Regions from separate parts of the Danio rerio genome. Here region 1 is linked to region 2. A link is a contact called in public Hi-C data. All regions are on one chromosome and are shown on one strand. Each heading gives the region's core, a stretch centred on a gene start, on an enhancer-like site or on the middle of the called end of the contact. The rest is flanking DNA. Distances are from core to core; before and after follow the strand shown.

Region 1 (2,728 bases), core at 197-2,696, 130 kb before region 2:
CCTAAAATATTTATTTGCATTAAACTAGAAAATGCATATGCGTTTTGCAGAAGAACATCAATGACTTGTGAGGTAACGGCAAGACGTGAGTGTTTGTGTTGTAAAAATAATACGTAACAAAAAATTAATGATTCGAGTTACTTTTTCTCTGACCAAAATTTTCATTGTTTTTGATAAATTTGTTCAAGTCAAAATGTCTGTAACTATGGATAAAAATCAATTAAAACAATGTTTGGGAACATCTTATGCTTCATAAATATGATAAATCTTTAGGCATATATAAGCACACCTCTCACAAATCTCTCATTTAAATTAAGATTTTCTATAGGATGCTTTATCGTATTATCTTTGTGCATATACATAAGTTTAGTCAGTACTGAAGCCAAATCTAGAGCTAATCTAAAAAAACAAAAAAAAAAACAAAAAAAACTTATGATACCGGCCCAAAAATTAGTAGCCCAAATGTAGGCTATATGTTAGGGAAAAATATTTTACCTTTTTTTTTATCAAAGCTTTTTTTGAAATTTACGTAGTATTTTCAGGGATATGTTTTAAATGTATTATTATTCTATTTTTGAAGACGTTCGGTGACTAAAATATTATTATAATACATATATCCGTTTAATAAATCTGTTTTGTTCAAATGCACCCAAATATATGACCTATATTCACTGAGAAATGGATAAAAATATTCGTTTTCAAAATGGGGTGTGCTCATTTGCTGAGCATTGCATTCAACAAAAAGTACATAAGTTTGACTCAATTACGCTCTATAATGATATCTATTCCACGCGTGTTATAGGTCACTAACAATTTACCGACAATTTAGCCTAATGTAAATGCAATAATCTATATATGTACATGGGAAAACACGTTTTATAAACAATATTTTTAAGACGTTCAGGCTACACCCACGTGTTTTTTTGTATTATTATTATTGTTATTTTTTTTTTATTGACGGTTGCACCACTTGACATTTTTACGCATTTTTGTAAAGACAACATGAATAAACTTTTAAGAAATCGACTACTATAAAATTGTGCTTTAAAAAATAGTTCAAGTCTTTTTCATCTTGGACATCCTTCCTGCCTGGCTCATATACTTAAAGTGCTGAGTTAACTATGACAGTGATTTTGAGCTGCGGTCACTTACTGTCCGAGCTTTGCATGTGTGATCCACTGATTTCTCCGTCTGTGTTTATTTGCAGATGTAAGCCATGTCTGGCTGCGTACAGATGTCGTAGCCGGACGGCTTCACTCCAGTCATTTGCCAAATGTGGACCAGAGTCGGGCAACGGGAGGCTCTCCACGCCGATACTTCCACAAACAGTGACAAAGAGTAAGAGGAGCATTATTAAGTATTATCTGCAGTAATTAAAGACCGTCTTGTTCTGATAGGAAGCATGCACACACACTATCTCCTGTGTATTGCTCTGTTTTGGCGCAAAGCTCTGCGACTGGCCTTTAAATTGTCCTCTTATCAGATCAATCGATAAGCTTTTTTCCCCCCTTTGGCAGTTCTGAGAAGAAAGTTACACACCCCGCTGGACATCCAACAGACGGCCAAGACGCAATAAATTAGACAATTTTAGTCTATAAATGCTTCATTATGATGCATCTGTCATGCATCTCACAAAATAACCAATGTTTAAACTTGTGCCTTACATGCATGCATGCATTAAACTTTTCTTATACTGCGTCTGATAAAAAAATGCATTAATTAGCGTATTTCTTCTCTATATTCATAAGGATGTTAAGAACTTTAGTTAAAACTCGTTGTTTGTCCATATTTAAATGTTAATTTAAAAATCTACAAAAACATTTATAACAAACATTTTCTAAAGATACGGGGATTTCAATTTAAATGAAAAGTACCGAAATACGTAAAAACAATTGCTAATAAAATAAGTTATGACGAACTCGTATTAAATATGTTTTTTATTATAAAGTCATATCAAGTTATTAGCCTTTTCTTTTTTTCTATTTTTTTCTATAATTTTCTTATTTTTGTTTTATGTTTAATTTGATTTATTAACTTTTTTCTTTTGCAATCACCGGACAGTTGCATAACCTACATACAATTAAATCCCACAAAATCTTGCTAAAACTACAAATTTTATTGAATCTATATTTATCTACATTTTCATAAATAAAAAAATGAAAATAATTTGTGAACAAAATTAGTGCCGCCTTTTGTAAGCCGCAAGTTTAAACTTTAAGCTTTTGACACTTTTTACGCACATACGTATATAGATTTAAACTTGTTTGGTTTTTAACGTATTGTGCCTGTTATGTGAATTGCTGAACTCGCAGGATTTTCTGAGAAGTTAAAGAATAATTTAGAGTAAATATTTCCATTCATGAAAATGCTGCCTGTAGGGTTCAATTCATAGTAATGATCGCTGGATGGCGCTGTGAATTCGTTGCACTGTAGAATTTATTTATTGTTTTACTGGGACTTTTGGATTGATTCATTCATAACAAAGAAGAGGGGGGAACTACATGCAAAAGAAACTTTAAAATAAACATTAACGGCCACTTTCATTTATTCATAAATGTCAAGAGGTGCACTTACGTACATTGTAAAACCCAAAGTTATTGTAATTCAAACCATTTGAGGAAACCGATTGCAACAAACCATTTAAGTTCAAACACTAATCCTAATGAGTAATGTAGTCCATTTGAGTAAATGAAGCTATTTGAACGAAGTAAAACCCAATAAATGAAGA
Region 2 (2,938 bases), core at 48-2,547:
CGGATCTGATAGCACATCAAACATTGCTAATGCTCATCATATACTCTTTCCACAACTGTCTGTGTGTAAATGCAGTTTTATATTGGTGTATATAGCTATACACTCACCGGCCACCTTATTAGTAGGCCCACACGGAATCTGTGCGCGCAGAATTCCGCAGATTTTCCACAGATTTTCCGCTTATTTCTGCAGATTTTTAGCCCATTAATAATTCTGTTTATTTACTTGAGTAAATGTGTAAATCGGAATTCATTCAGTTTTATTCAGTAATTTATTACTTTTTATTTAATATATTAAGGTGTAAGTTATGATACTCCGCTTGATACTCCCAAGATAATTCCGCAGAAATCCGCAGATTTTTACCAAAATTCTCCGCAGAAATAGCAAAAAACGTCCGCAGATTCCGTCTGGCCCTGCTTATTAGGTATACCTTACTGAGTTGGACCCCCTTTTGCCTCCAGAACTGCCTTAATCCTTCATGACATAGATTCAACAAGGAACTGGAAAATTCCTTAGAGATTTTGGCCCATATTGACATGATAGCATCACACAGTAGCTGCAGATTTGTCGGCTGCACATTCATGATGCGAATCTCCCATTCCACCACATCCCAAAGGTGCTCTATTGGATTGAGTTCTGGTGACAGTGGAGGCCATTTGAGTACAGTGAACTCATTGCCATGTTTAAGAAACCAGTCTGAGATTATTTGCACTATATGACAAGGCATTTCCACCCACTGAACTACCGCTTAATGGATATTTTCTCTTTTTCGGACCATTCTCTGTAAACTCTAGAGATGGTTGTGCATGAAAATCCCAGTAGATCAGCAGTTTCTGATATACTCAGACCAGCCTGTCTGGCAACCATGCCACGTTCAAAGTCACTTAAATCACCTTTCCTTCCCCATTCTGATGCACAGTTTGAACTGCAGCGGATCGTCTTGACCACATCTACATGCCTAAATCCATTGAGTTGCTGCCATGTGATTGGCTGATTAGAAATTAGCCTTAACGAGCAGTAGGACAGGTATACCTAATAAAGTGGCAAGTGAGTGTATGTTGCATTGTATGTTATATTTGCTGCTTCTTGGTCAGCAGATGTCAGTATAAAGTCCAAGTGTCATATCTGTCAGTAAAATATGCACAAAAAGTTACTTAGTGCATTTTTAAGCCAATAAAACTTGTCGTAAAGCGTTTTAAAGACGTTCTTTTATAGCCGTGACTCATTTATTATTGTTGCTTTTGAAAATAAGCCACTATAGCAGCCCAGCTAACTTAAGCAGAGCTGACCTGTTGTTAAATAGGTGTAAAGGATGATGCATTGCACAGCAGGCCATCCGTAGCTCTACAAATGAAGTCCGTGTAGGTGGTGAATAAGACGCACACCCTCGGTCTTTCCATTTATGACAACTGGAGACAGAAGAACCTGCTACGACCAGTCCATGTGGTTTGTCTATATGGGTTCCACAGCTGGGCTTCCATAGTGCCCCCCTTCGCTCTTTCCAGTTGCGTCAGAGATGGCGGCATGTTGGGCCACGGGGGGCCAGCTCCATAAGGACAGTGACAACTACTGAGGTCGCTCTCAACAGGGGCCTTACACTGAGTCACTGCTAAGCATAACCTTTGACCAACCACTAGCATTTCACCCAAACAATAGAAAGGTTACCTCTCAAAAGTTGTTCCCTCCACTGAGACCCGACCATAACAAATCATGACAGCCTCCTCAAGGAAATAACTCTTCTTTATGAGGCCTGTCTAAATGTGAGACACCGAGCCCTAGACTGCTGACTGTGCTTATGACGGATGGCAAGAGACGCAGGGGCTTATGTCTTTATGGAGTGAAAAATGTCTTTTATGACTCTGATTTTGCTTGATTTTATTATTTTCATATCAGTAACAGTGAATTTGGACAGAAATACAGGCACACGGACATCATACAATATGACAGACATAATCAACACATTGGATTCCAGAGAAACAGACAGGATCTGACGACAAATTGGCATTAGAGGGCACTGGGTCAGAAATTTTTCTGAAAATTCATGGCTTGTGGGTTTCCCCTGGTCTGCAGTGGGGAGCATTAACAACTGTGGTTTGGGGAAGAACAAACCACAAAACAATGATAGGGTGCTGGGAACATAAAGTTCCTTCTTGCACATGTGCAATGAAGGATCCTCAGTCTGCTCTAAGCATACATGTCAACCCTCCCGTTTTTTTGGGGATTTCACAGTTCTATCCCACTATCATCCCGTAAAAGTATTTCCCGTATTTCTCCCGTAATTTCAGTGTTTCTCTGAAGGGTGGCAAGAAACATTAAAGAGTCGAGCCTCCCTATACGCAACCCATACTGCAGAACCACCAGGGGCCGCCCCTTGCTCTTAAATGCGAGTCTGTTCTATGGTTTTGCTTTGTTTAGGCACAAAAACACTTTGAAATAAATCTAAAAACGGCGCGATTCCTCTTTCTCTTAATTACAGGTGCCGTCACCTTGCCTATGCAATTCTCAAAGTCATATAATGCATGACTGTCAGCTGACGCACTCCATAGTAATGAATAGACTCTGTTTCGCAAACAGATTCCGTACACACGATTTGAAGCGGAGTGAAAGTCTGGCTTTTGGGTGCGTGTTTAAACAGACAAATAACAGCGTGAGAATGTGGTTAAATCTGAAAATGTGGTAAAAATCACACGAGGGCTTTATTTTTTCTGGATTGCTTTTGAAAACTATCAGTTGAGTTTAGGGAAGTGGGTGGTTGAGTCAGTCTGTGCTTTTGAGAACACTATTGGTTGGGTTAAGGGAAGGAGGAGGGTGGGTCAGTTGATCAGTCAGTCAGTCAGTCAGTCAGTCAGTTGCAGCCTCTAGTGGATTTATACGAGAACAGCAAGTGCGAATGGCAATTGAGAGAAATTTGAGATCTGTAAGGATGCTTTCACACCTG

Evidence for each region. A called contact is a pair of places that touch in the nucleus more often than the background predicts.
Region 1: a Hi-C map of embryo shows a contact between it and region 2, with 4 times the contacts expected there. The contact joins the promoter of fgf19 here to the enhancer-like site in region 2. A contact is called at or near these places in 5 of 18 Hi-C or Micro-C datasets (caudal fin, embryo and an unstated tissue) and 2 of 4 datasets of contacts at active chromatin or transcription factors (caudal fin and gastrula embryo).

The regions. Positions count from the first base shown.
Region 1 is chr7:69,598,255-69,600,982 of GRCz12tu, reverse strand. It overlaps fgf19 (fibroblast growth factor 19), which reads right to left and starts at 1,446. Exons shown (of 3, transcript NM_001309359.1): 1 at 1,153-1,446. The coding sequence starts at 1,351. It also overlaps a transcript of ano1a not described here.
Region 2 is chr7:69,468,665-69,471,602 of GRCz12tu, reverse strand. It overlaps a transcript of ano1a not described here. Among named protein-coding and RNA genes, the nearest start is that of zgc:153993, 39 kb to the right of the region's middle. Within about 2 kb of position 1,297, at least 7 of the 62 cell types and tissues checked have an H3K27ac peak or open chromatin away from gene starts, as enhancers often do.